Regions from separate parts of the Mus musculus genome. Here all the other regions are linked to region 1. The links are chromatin contacts, called in public Hi-C maps. All regions are on one chromosome and are shown on one strand. Each heading gives the region's core, a stretch centred on a gene start, on an enhancer-like site or on the middle of the called end of the contact. The rest is flanking DNA. Distances are from core to core; before and after follow the strand shown. Region 1 has its middle 24 kb from the start of Gm36790. Region 2 overlaps Fbxl7 (F-box and leucine-rich repeat protein 7). Region 3 holds the start of Marchf11 (membrane associated ring-CH-type finger 11).

Region 1 (4,226 bases), core at 1,133-3,632:
TTTCTGTACATTTTTCTTACAATCATTTATTCTTGAAAAGAAAGATGATTTTGTAATCATTTGTCACTGGTCTAGTCACCTCTAAATCATGAATTGTATCTGAAGACTTTAGAAGACAAGGTAGAAAATAGGACATATATTGGGGCAAGAGATTTAGGAAAGACAGGAGGGAGATTCATTTATAGACCCAGACCTTATGCCAGGAGTGAATACAGAGTAGATAGGATGGACACTATAAAGCTATTCCAAGGAAAAGGAAATTACAGGTGAGGTAGGATACACAAGAACAACTCCAGCTACCCTCAACTGCCAAGCACCTGATGAAAGGTATAAACTTTTAAAGGTCACATAATCTATATATTTAGAGACATGAGCCAAAATCTAGGTCTTCACTTTTGCTTCTCAATGCTAATTTGCTAAGCATATTAATTCTGCTAAAGTGATCTTTTCTTTTAGAACTGTAAAATTCTGGAATCATGAAAACTGGAATTTTACTCATCTCATTTTCTTAGATAACATTATGCATGCATGAGTTGTTAAGAGATGTTTGAGATGCCAAGTTTATTTTTCTTAGTTGTGAACTTCCTTTCCATGTTCATATAGCTCTTTAAAGCCTGCCTTGCCAACGATTGCATAATGCATATTTAAATGGATAGGTAGATACATGTATAGAACACACACACACACACACACACACACACACACGTTCCTTCTCATGGGTTCTGGAAGAAAGGTCTAGGCCTTGATTCTTATTACAGAAAGGCCCAAGCCAGTGTTTGTTACATTGGTTTGTCTTCGTGATTGCCAGTGTGGTTGCTACCACATTAAAAGAGCAGAAATTCCACTAGTGGGCCCCACATACTTATGCTCAGACACTGAGAAATGTTCAAATGGGGTGGCTGCTGGGTACTTCTGCAGAGATTCAAGGACTGAGATGGGTTTCAGAAATTAAGATACCGAGTCCCCAGTTTATTTCAACATATAGCAAGAATTGAGAAATACAGGTAAAGAACTGAATATACGTCCACAGAGAAGATTCTACGTCAAAGTAATAAAATCAGAATCTCTTGGGCAGGGATCGTCAGTAGACTTTCCTTCATGTTTGTTTTTAGATTGTATCTGGTCTCTATTCATTGTGCAAAGCACTGGGGTTGGTAAGGACATTTTTATATAAATACATAAAGTACTTTGAGTATGAATATACTCAGAAATCTTAATTTATATCCTTCTCACCTCTCAGCATCCCAGTTAGTTCCCTGCTCTTCCCTAGACGTTTTGCCTGCAGTTTCATGCAATGTATACACACGTTATTCCACGTAACGGCATAAAATATTAGGTCTAGAAAGTATGAACATTGAGAAACAGCCTTCCACAGATGGTTTCCTGCAAATAGGTTCATGTGCTTTTAGGGGGTGCCTTGTGCCCCTGCCTGGGAATAACCGCCTTGCCTAAAATGGAGCAACATTTACATGGTAGATCTTTAAGAGTATGTTCTGAACTAATGAATTCCCTGGTGATGTGAACCTCTGGCCTCAGGGGTGTTTATTTGAACAACACAAGTCTTTTTAGAAGTTGTGAGAAAGTTTATGGATAATAACCAGGCTAGGCTGACAATTCCCAGGGCTGAGGCATCTATCTCATCCCACTCCTGCTGCTAATGGCAACAGGAGAGAATGTTGCCTGCCCCACTCTCTCCAGTAAATATCAGTCGCTCATTTTACACGTGGAAGAGATAAAACATGAGGCCTGCAGTGTAGTCTACGACGGGAGTACGTTTTTGATTTGAAATACCAAAACCTGACCCCAAGTTGAAAAATGAGAACCAGAACTTGCCATAGGGGTTTCTGAGCCACATTTTTAGGTGTTCAGGGTACACACCTTCTTCTGGATAATAAGGCATCCTATTGGAAGAAGTTATATACTTCTTAATCAAGGCCTATGTGTTTGAAGCCCCACAACTCTGCTTCCTAAGTTGACTCATTGGCCAAAATAATACTAGGAACTTCTGGTAAATGAGCTAGCTACTGGCAACATTAAGGCTACAGGCATGAAGAAATGAGGTGAGTACCACAGACCACATCAAACAATGGAAGCAAATTTAAAACAAAATGTGGAGGGCAGCAAGAATCCCTGTTGCAGCACTGCATGCATGTGAGTGGTCTGCTGAGTGGACAATGCTCTGCAGACTTTGGCATTCACCAGGGTCTCCTGGTAGCCCCTCAGGATGAGAGCTCTTGTCAAAGCCAGAACCTTCCACACTTGAAACTAGCCTTTCTAGCCAGCCCAGAGAAGATCAAGGCAGCATCGCCAAGCCCAGTGCTGTTCAACTCCCAGTGATTTGGAAGGAAACAGAACCAAGGGCTGATTTGCAGTTGATTTAAGGACCGCTGAGCTAGCACTGTAATTCCTTCCACTTAGATGTGTGCACCTTTCGCCTGTCAGAGAAGCCTGTTCCTGAACAAGAGCGCCATCTATGGGATAAATCGATTATATAGTTTTCTACCCTCGTGTCTGTAATGAACACTACACCTTGAGTTCTCAATGAAGGGAAGACTCAATCCACCAGGGAATTGTTGGCAACGTCTGGAGAAACCGTAACTAGAGCTGAAGTGTGCTGGTTTCCATTGGTACAGGGTACTGATGCAGCCTAACACCTACATCACACACGACAGTGCCTCCAACAGTTCTCCATGCAGATGATAACTGCTTGGAAACAAAAAGTGGTAAAATGTATGCTTAATGACAGGCTGTGATGAGAAAAGATTTATTTAAAGCTTCTCATCCTTACCCACCACGTCATTCAATTTCATCTCATCCTTTAATATTTTGATATTTGAAAAATTTCACCTTCATTTGCTAATGATTATAGATATGCATTATGAGTATAGACAATATTTTTGTATTGTAGAAATTAAAATTAACAGAGACGGAGGAAATTATTACAGCAAAATAAATTTTAATGGGAGAATTTTAGTTACTGGACCCTGAGCTAGAGAACTACTTAGGGTCCATATGATTTGCTTGTCATTTTTCAATAAGCTGGACCCACTCTCATGGATGTTTATGTAGATTTTAAGATGCAGTGTTTAAGCCATTGTGATTGGCATCATAATCATGGAGATATTTATGATAAACACATGACTCGACCCTGAGAACATTTTTATCTGTCTTAGACTTCTCACACAGCACACACATTTAGCAAGCCATCACTCAGTGCAAACAGTGGTTCACTGAATAGGATTCTGCAAGAAGATAGGCCAAAGTTTTGTTCCAAAGCAGGTCCAATTTCTATCCAAAGAGAAATGCATGCTCACAGCTGGCCTTTAAATTTTGTTGTTTATTTGTTTGTTTGCTTTTAGACTAGGCCTCTCTGTGCAGTTCTGACTGTCCTGGAACTTGCTATGTAGATCAGCATGGCCTCAAACTCACAGAAATCCTCCTGAATACTTGGCTTAAAGATGTGCATCACCATACATGGCAAAACTTTGAAGTCTAAGATAGTCAACTTCTGTTGACCAAATTGTGCTCTTTGGAAAAAGAATCAGTGTTCTAGTCACAGAGCCTGTTAGACCCCACTACAGGGAACTCCACTCCAAAGATGTCACCTACAAGAAAGCAAAGGATCTGCCCATTGGCCTGTCAGAATATCTATCTCTTTACAGTTACATAGTGCACCTCTCCTCTAATAAATAAGTAAGCATTGATCTTTCTCATCAAACTATAGCTTGTTGCAGGCTCACGTTTCTGTAATGTGAGCTATGGGAGTGCAGAGATGAATCAAGGAGTTCTACTCAATGAGATTTCCAATGAGGCTTTCTTAGCTGTCTTCTCTAAGTGCAGAGAATTTTTTTCCTTCATGTCATGACATCAAACCCCACGAGTGTGCAGTTAAGGGAAATAGGAATTCCTGAAAGCTATCTACCCATCTATTTTAATATTTTAATATAGCAATTTTGTTAATGAACAATAGCAATTACACCTTGAAAGTCAATGACATCCAACCTAGCTCTTCCGTACAATATCTAAATTTCTATACTATGACCAGAGTAGACAAGTATGTAGAAAGATGTAATTGAGCATCCTAACGTTCATATTAAATGAGTGATGATTTAATAACTTTCTTCTTGAAGTGCCATCAGCAAGAAACCATACGGTTTTATGGAACACTTGATTTATTGGTACTGAAGATTGCCTCAGTGCAGCCAGTTTGCCTCATAATTTGTGGG
Region 2 (4,226 bases), core at 558-3,057, 170 kb before region 1:
TCCCAAATTTCTTTTCCTGTTGGTTAAAGGCACAGAGTTATCTGATAACTAATTTGGGCACTGAGATGGCAGCTGTCCATGACCCCGGGCTCAGTGCTGCAGCAGACAACCTGTAACTCTGCAGCTCTCAGAGTTCCGAGATATGTGGTGCCAGCCCCCAGCTAGGGTATAAAGAGACCTCGTGCCTCCCACTTTTCTAACCCTATCCCCTTCCTAGGTTTTGTTCTCAGGTCAATCATGTTGTTCTGTACATGTGGTCATTTGTTCAACAAATATTTGAGTACCTCTCTTAAGCAAGATTATAAGGCATACTGGGTGGAGGACAGGTACTAGCATGAACTTGATCTTTGACTTGGGATATCAATTAGAGTTTAAAGCATTGTCCTAGATAAAACCCAGCAACAGCAACACGAGTCCATCATGAACACTGAGCAACCAGCTGTGTTGAGCATAGTCTGTTCCCTTATCCACCTGCATTGTGCTCACTGTGGCTCTCATTTCCACACGCATGTGCACACATTTTTATAATGCCCAGAGCCCTCAAAGGCTTTCTTTAAGCAGTTGAGTCACCCACTAAACCCATCACACTGCCCGTTCAAGGGAAGTTGATCTAAGGAGCCAATGGAAGGAGGGATAATCATCGGTGTCCTTTTCATCCAGGATGTAACAGAAATCGTGTCTCTATTTACTAAAAAGCAAAATTGGGCAGCCAGTTTGCTTGTGGTATAAAATCCTTTCCCATGTAGTTGTAACCGTTTCATGGAAAGTTCACCATGTTCTTAGAGAATAACCGATTCCTCTGTTAATCATTGAATCCCACTACAGTGACATCTCCTGGCCGATGTGAGAGATGACAGGTAGACCTCTGAGGGATTTGAAATTCTTGAGATCAAAAAGCAATGAGAGAAAATTTGGTTTATCGGATGCCTGCTTTCCAACCTCCAGCATTGTATAATATTCGATTCCTATTCTGATTATCCCTACCTTCAGAGCAAAGACGGTTTGAGAAACCTAAAATAATAGTAGCTCTGTTTACTAAGGAGAAATCAATAAAGTGAAGTCGAAGAAAAAGACACAACATGGTTCTAGTGAGAAGACCCCGTGGGAAATGACGGCAGGGACTTGTAACGTTAGATAGTCAGGCTTTCTGCTCAGAGACTCTCAACCCTCTCCTTATCTTTGCATACAAGTTGGAAGACAGGCTATAAAAAAACTATCTTTTTTTTTTTTTTTTTTTTTTTTTTTTTTTTTTTGCTTTGGGATTCAAGGCTGACCAGTGATCACACAATTGTGTGCTGACTTTCGGCTCCTTTATTCACGTTTTACAACAAAACAGCCATTGTTTACAGCCTAATAATAATATAATTGCAGACAGGCAGGAATAAAAACACAAAAGGTCTTTCCTCCACAGATAGAAAGTTGGCTTTGATACAGGCCAGGGAGAGCAAACTGGGTGCATTTCCTGTGAAAATGTTTTTTTCATGATGTCGTAATGCAAATTGCTCATGGAGCTTTTAAAGACTTAGAACTTCTAAGATGTACCCTGCATGCTACTCTGCTGTGCTTCCTTGATGGTCTGCCTCACATCCAGCCTGGTTTCCCCCCTCCACCCCCACCCACATCTCTGTCTTTCTGTCTCTGTTTCTTTCTCTCTCAGTGTCTGTCTTTTTCTCTGTCTCTATCTCTCTCTCTGTCTCTGTCTCTGTCTCTCTCTGTCTCTCTCTCTCTCTCTCTCTCTGTGTGTGTGTGTGTGTGTGTGTGTGTGTGTGTGTGTAGTGTCTCTGGAGCTGTCTATTCATCTCTGTTTTCTTCCATAGCAAATGAGGAAGGTAGAAACTCTGTGGTTGTCACAGAAATGTATCCAAGGCACCTTGGTAATGTGAGATAAAACTGGAGTAGCTCCTACAGTACTAGAAACCCCTTCTTCTAAGGGGACCTTGATGTTTTGTTGTTCTAAGTATGTAAGATTGCTGTCCAGATAGGATATAGCTTAACCTTGATTCACTTTTTCACATTTGAGCTATAAAATGCAATTTTAGAAGCTAACATGTTTGAGAGGTCTGTAGGTCTTAAAAAGTAAAGAGTTCTAATATCAATACTCATAAGTGACAAATAATGTAATTGTCCTCAATATACCATTGTATTATGTCAACCAAAAATATTTATGTCCTAAACACACTATTAATTTAGTCTTTTAAAAGTCTACAGTAGGGACACAGTTCCAGAATCATTTGTGAACAGTTGATGTGTTTGGTCACTAAAATCAGCCCAACATGTACATCGTGTTCATTTTTTAAGAGAAGTGTTTTGTTTTGTTATAGAAGAGAACAGTGGTCTTTAGGTGAAAGACGAAATAGAACATAGAGAATTTTCTTACAAGGAAATTCAAATGTTTCTTTAAAAATTCTGCCTAATTAGAGATGAAGGGGCACAGAGCATTCTGTTGGCTTCAAGGCATCCTCACAGAATACTCCACAGAAGAGTACAGAACCCAGAGGAATGGGAGACAAGTCTCAAAAACACAATAGCACCGAAGCAAAAACTACCATTTTGCTTACTGCTGAATGTTTTTATGGCAATCTGTCATCTATTTTCCAAGTTTGCGACCTACCAGGCATTTCTCCTAGGTAAGCTAAAGTGTGTATTTTCTCACTAAAGTGGCATGTCATTTGAAATCAAGGCTTTGTATTGATCCACACTGTCTCTGCTTGAGCTGATTGCCCAAAGAATCATTCGTTCAGTGATGAATAAATCTAGAAGCGTGACAGGACTCTCAAAATCAACCCCATCTAGGTGATTTTCTGACAGAGGAAAAAAATAGAGTGCTTTCTTATAAGAAAAGATCAATTGGGGACATAGCTATGAATCTCAATGACAATAAGGGCATATTTTTGGATAAGTGCAAGACCAGTGGGCAAGTCAGTGCTTTTTGTTTTAGATGATGCTAAACTGTAGCCTCCAGCCAACCTGGCTTGCAACTTGATGCTCTAGGTAGAGCCCCATTCATTCATCCATGTTTCATCCACAACTGTGTTCACCATGTGATGATGGACTTGAGTGGATGCAGAAGAGATGACATTGTCTGCAAAGCTTAAAAGGTTCACTGCCTGTTCCTTTACTGAAGAATGTGGACAACCTTTGCTTTCTGGTCTCATATATTTATAACATTTATTAGTTCCTGTACCCAAGTGGCCATAATGAAACCAAAGAGTTCTGGATAGAGACCCAAATCATTTCATGAAAGAGAAGCATCAAAACCAGGCAGGCTTTTAGCAAGACTGAAGCATGTACTCTGAACAAAATAATATTGTTACTAGATTATTTGCACTACCAAGTATACTTTTTCATAAGTGAATCATTTAAATGTGTGCATGTGTCTGTGCGTGCGTGCGTGTGTGTGTGTGTGTGTGTGTGTACCAAAGTATATATGTTAATGCCAAAATTTGGGGGATATTTTCTCCTTGTTCCTTTACACAGTGTGCTGGGTGTTTTTTGTCTCCTGGACTCAAGTCCTATTCTGGGACTAGAGAATTAACTAAGATACCACATCTATAAAATTGGCCTCAGGCAAGTTTTTAGGGTATTATCTTTTTAAAATAATGATTGATGTGGGAGGGCATACCTATAGGTGGTGTCCCTCTCATGTATCTGGTATTGGATGGTATATGTGAATGGGCTTATGCCATGAGGAGCGAGCCAGTAAGGACAAAGTAGTGTCCCTTCCACAATTAAAGTGGTCCAATGTAATGGGCCTGCTACCAGGTTGGTGGTTGATCACCTAGGAGTGATCAACTGCTATTCAGAGGCTCAGTGCTGGTCTCTCCTGCTGGCAGGTTTGTCATTGAACAGCAGCTGTAGCCTTAGTTAGGGGAGTGAGTGTTGTCAAGCCCACATATCATGTCCACTTCAGTCACTAGGACACGGATTCTGAGCGTGGAACACAGAACTTCATGCTTTCCTAAAAAGTACCATTATTTGTTGGCCTACAAAGTATATTTCAAAAAGAAATGCAGCATACCAAAGTAGTAATCCCAGATACTCCCAAGTGTGTAGCTTGAAAAGTGATTTCATTTTTTTATTTCCAGTAGCTCTTGAAAGGTAAACAGAGTTTGAATAGAGTATCGAAAAATAAAATGATAGTTTTAGCATGTGATAGCAGTAACCAATACAGGAAATCACATGTCCATACACACTGAAAGGAATGAACATGTTAAGAATAGGCCACC
Region 3 (4,226 bases), core at 644-3,143, 160 kb after region 1:
GAAGCAGGCCACTGTAAATATCTGTGTTTCTGCCTCTACTTAAAAACCCTAAGCTTGATTTCGTTTCCATCTACTCTATTTACCTGGAACTATACAAGTATCAAGCTCTATCCCAGAAAACCAAATTAAAATTTTATATCTCTGATGGGAATGACACTAAAGTCTTTAAAAAAAAAAAACCTATTTCTAAGATAGTGCTTACAGTTATGACAGAAATGTTCCACTGACATACAAAATGTCTGCAAGATGCAGCCCCCAATGCCCTTGGGGGAAAGGCTCTACTATTAAATCTCTTTAATAACTTTTAAGTGGATGGTCAGATGCATTTCCTCTGCAGTTATTCTTAATCATTGCTAAAGGAGAAGTGCATAGCAGAAAGCAGCTCAGAGTAGCCTGCACTTTTACTTTTTCTAAATGTAGCATCATAAATATTGACTCAGGGCGCTATTTCCTGAAAGCCTGTGTATTCTTATGCAACTTCCTAACTTTCAGAGACATTAAAGCTAATGTTTTCACACACTTTGCAAGGGAGATGCATTCTCATTTCCCCTGCATGATGGTTCTTGTGGAAGTTTGTACGTGACTCTAATGATGCTTATAATTTTAAAAATGCATTTCTAACAAAGCATCAAGGACATCAATTGGCTAAGATACCCTTTCTGTTCAAGTACTTCCTTTTGCAAGAACTGTAGCACCTTTCTCATTAAAAATTTGTAATAAAAAACCCACCCTTTTTTGGTATTGCATATTGGTATTGCATACCTCATATTGGTATTGATGTAGCATGACTTATCCCCAGCCTCATTTGTATTCTGAAACTAAGTTCTCTGGATACATTAACAGAAAAGAGACCTGGCTTGAATCTACTTATAAACTAAAATCCTTTGAGTAATTCACAAGAAACGCTTGATGATGTTACCATTATAGTACCTAGGAGTACCTGACTTCAAAATAAGGTAGAGAGAAAAGGTGTAGGTTAATTTACTTCTGTATTGGCCACCAGAACACTTTATCAGCCTTCTCAGAAAGAGAACTGGAGAGGGAAGCTCAGTTGTGGGGCGTGCGCTGTCCGTGGTGCTGAAAGCTCTACCCTTGCGGTCCAGGTCCAGGACTCACCGCCTGCAGACCTGGGGTCCCTCTGGCCTTACCTGCTCTGCGCCCTGGAAGCAGATCTTGCAAATGGGCTGATGGTGCTGGTGCTGGTGCCCCGAGCGCTGGTCGCTACCGCCGCCACTACTGCTGCTGCGGCTGCTACATACGGAGCGTGTTTCGGGCTGGTCTCCGGTGCCTCGCCGCTCGCCCTCCCGGCACGCGCCGGCCTCGGGCTCCCCCGGGCTGCCTTTCCCCGTCGCAGCCTCGGGGAGCTTCACCTCTGGAAGGCGCCTAGGACCTTCGCAGGAGTCGCCCGCCGCTGTCACCTCCTGGTCGCCGGGCAACAGAGACGGCGGCAGCGGCGGTAGAGGCTCTCCTGCGCCCTTGCGCCGAGGGGCCAGTTCTACCGGCGGCTCGCCCGACCCTACGATGCGCTCCAGAGGCGCGGGCAGCGGCGGCCGGTAGCGTGGGGAGGTGGGGACCAGGACCGACTCTCCCGGAGGCGGGGGTGGGGGCGGCGGGGGCAGAGGTGGCTCAGCTTCGAGGCTGTCCGCCCGGCTAGACCGTTTTTTGCCCTCGTCGCTCATGGTGGAGTCGCCGCCGTCCTCCTGCCCGCCCGGTGGCGGGCCGGGCGCGGACTGCAGCCAGAGAGCGCAGAGGAAGGCTGGAGAGGGAGGAGGGAAGAGGGTGGGAAGGGGAACCGGGGCGAAGGGACTAGGAAGGCGGGACCAGGAGAGGACGCGGAGGACCGGCGCGGCGGCCGCAGAGGCGGCTGTTCAGCGGAGCCGCCGGCTCGGCTCTGATGGAGGCGGCGCCGAGTTCGGCTGCCCGTGCCAGGCGCGCGGGGGTGGGGATGGGAGGCGGGGAGGAGCGCAGAGCTGGGCAAGGAGGCTGGGAACAAGCACTGGACTGGGGGATGGGGGTAGGCAAGTCGTGCGTGAGAGAGAGGTGTGGGGTGCCGAGAGGACCCTGCTGGAACTGGGGGATTCCTGGGCCGCTTCCACTAACCCCGCCCCGGGCCGCTCACGTCGGTTCCGGGGCGGATTGCCCCTCGCAGAAGCGCGCGGTACTGCGGCTCCAGTGAGAAAGGAAAAGGGGGAGGGGTCGGAAGCTGCCGATCCAAAAACCGTTACTGGGTGGATCTGGGGGAATTCCGAGAAACCCGCCGGGTGGGGGCGCGGTGGGCCAAGCAGAGACCCGCGTGGGAGTAAGGATGAGGGCGAGGTAGGCATCCCTGTGAACAGAGGCACGCAGGAAAGGACTCTTGAGGACAGATGCTGTAGCTGCTCTTTGCTCCACTGTTGTTTTGGGGATCCCAGTCCTCTCTTCTTCAGAGGACTCTGCATCTCAAAAGTCTTCAAGCAGAAGCCTCTGAAACCTTTGTCATCCTGGGAATGCCCAATCCCCCTGTCTCCCTCTCCTGAATATATACATCCTGGATTTGTAAAAATTTTCGATGCGTCCGAGGTTGGAGGGTTGCAATGCTCCATTCTGTGGCTTGTGGGTCTCCTTCATGCTTGCACAAATATTGCTGCGTCCTTCCCAGGAAAAGTGGTTACAACCTTGACTCAGCCTGCCTCCACCCTCATCCACCCCCCACCCCCAGTCTCTCCTCCCTCTCTCCCTCTCTCTCCCTCTCCCCGGCCTCCTCTCTCCTCCCTCCCTACCCCTCCCTACCTTTTCTCTCCCTCTTCCTCTCTCTCCCCACCCCTTTCCAGTAGGGTACTGTGCTCCTGTGCTCTGGCCTTCTGTTCCAAACCCAGCAGTCTGAACTCTTAGGTTATTGGGGTTTTACCCTGCAAGGTGTCCATGCAAATCAATTGTGACTTATCACTGAAGTGGAGTCTTAATGACTTTGACAGAAGTGACTGGCCCTAAAACATTCCTTATTGGCCACATTTCATAGCTGAAGACCTAGGACCAGATAGGCAAACTAAGTTCAAGGTCACCAGCCTATTTAAGGACTGTCCATAGATCTGACACCAGTGTGTGTGTGTGTGTGTGTGTGTGTGTGTGTGTGTGTGTGTGTTTGCGTGCGCGTGCGCGCGCCAGGGTGATGGGCACATGAACATATACCAGCATTCACACACAATCCTTTCTTCATCTTCTTTAAAATAGTTCTGTAGCATGTGGGTTGTTTTGTGTCTCTAACTCCAGTTAACAGAATTGAAGTACTTGAGCACAGGCTTAAGTAGAATTTACAAGTATACATTTGCCTTTTTTAAAAAAGGAAAGAGAGAGGGTGAAGGGAAGGAGGAAAGGAGGGAGAAAGAAACAAACAACAAAGAAAAGAAAGGTAAAGACCCGGGTCTTTTGACATATATCACTGTGGCCTGGATGGAGTTGCAAAAGAAAGAAGAAGGAGGAGAAGAAGAAGAAGAAGAAGAAGAAGAAGAAGAAGAAGAAGAAAGAAGAAGACTGCTTCATCACAAATGGCTTCAGATGAAACAGCTTCCAGGAATGTCCTCTCACACAGTTCCCTCAGACCAGTTTATTTTTGGCAGCACAGTGGCAGCCAGCAAACACAGTTTTAAAATAATCCTTGCAAGCCCTGGCAGTTTACCATACTGAAGAAATGTGGCAGTAGATAGGGGTTGTTTGGGGTCTTCACCTTTCAAAAGTGCACTATACGCATTTGTATACTATCCCATTCATAAGATATTTTTTCCGAAGCATTCATATACTCAAATGCCTGAGCCATAAATTCTTAAAAGGGGAAAAACTTTATATATCATCCCAGGCAACTCAATGTGTTGCTGATCAATCACTATGAGATACAGCAAAATATGTTATTAATGGGTGAAATGAAGGCATAGATAGTGTACATAGCTAAGCAGGTAGACTGCAGCGAGGTGTGTCCTTTCGGTTGCTTGTTTCTGGAAAAAATAACTTCAATAACAGAAAAGCTCATTTCTTACTATGATGGCTAGCCTCATAAAAAAACTGAAAGAAACATTCTTTCTCAGCTACATTGAACTTGGAGGCTGATCTCTCCCCCTGACTAACAAAAGGCTCCACCCTACCTACTGAGTCGCCAATGGACCAGTAGAAACTGACTTTTGATCTCTCCTGTAAACGTGCGCTGTAATGAGAGACATGGAAAGAGGAGTGTCTCAGCTAGGCTGCCAACAACC

The links. Hi-C and Micro-C count contacts between places; a contact is called where the count stands out from the background.
Region 2: a contact with region 1 is called in a Hi-C map of the N1E-115 cell line, with 7 times the contacts expected there. The contact joins two enhancer-like sites. A contact is called at or near these places in 8 of 484 Hi-C or Micro-C datasets (the N1E-115 cell line, cerebral cortex, cumulus cells and 4 more).
Region 3: a Hi-C map of the N1E-115 cell line shows a contact between it and region 1, with 9 times the contacts expected there. The contact joins the promoter of Marchf11 here to the enhancer-like site in region 1. A contact is called at or near these places in 2 of 39 promoter capture datasets (hippocampal neurons and liver) and 3 of 484 Hi-C or Micro-C datasets (the C2C12 cell line, the N1E-115 cell line and palatal mesenchyme).

What each region holds. Positions count from the first base shown.
Region 1 is chr15:26,468,312-26,472,537 of GRCm38.p6, reverse strand. No RefSeq gene overlaps it. Among named protein-coding and RNA genes, the nearest start is that of Gm36790, 24 kb to the right of the region's middle. Within about 2 kb of position 2,382, at least 7 of the 459 cell types and tissues checked have an H3K27ac peak or open chromatin away from gene starts, as enhancers often do. A contact at or near this core is called in the C2C12 cell line and the N1E-115 cell line, where this site is marked.
Region 2 is chr15:26,636,557-26,640,782 of GRCm38.p6, reverse strand. All of the region lies in intron 2 of Fbxl7 (F-box and leucine-rich repeat protein 7), which reads left to right. Among named protein-coding and RNA genes, the nearest start is that of Gm52205, 27 kb to the left of the region's middle. Within about 2 kb of position 1,807, at least 2 of the 459 cell types and tissues checked have an H3K27ac peak or open chromatin away from gene starts, as enhancers often do. A contact at or near this core is called in the N1E-115 cell line, where this site is marked.
Region 3 is chr15:26,306,715-26,310,940 of GRCm38.p6, reverse strand. Marchf11 (membrane associated ring-CH-type finger 11) reads right to left here and starts at 1,893. Exons shown (of 4, transcript NM_177597.6): 1 at 1,149-1,893. The coding sequence starts at 1,679.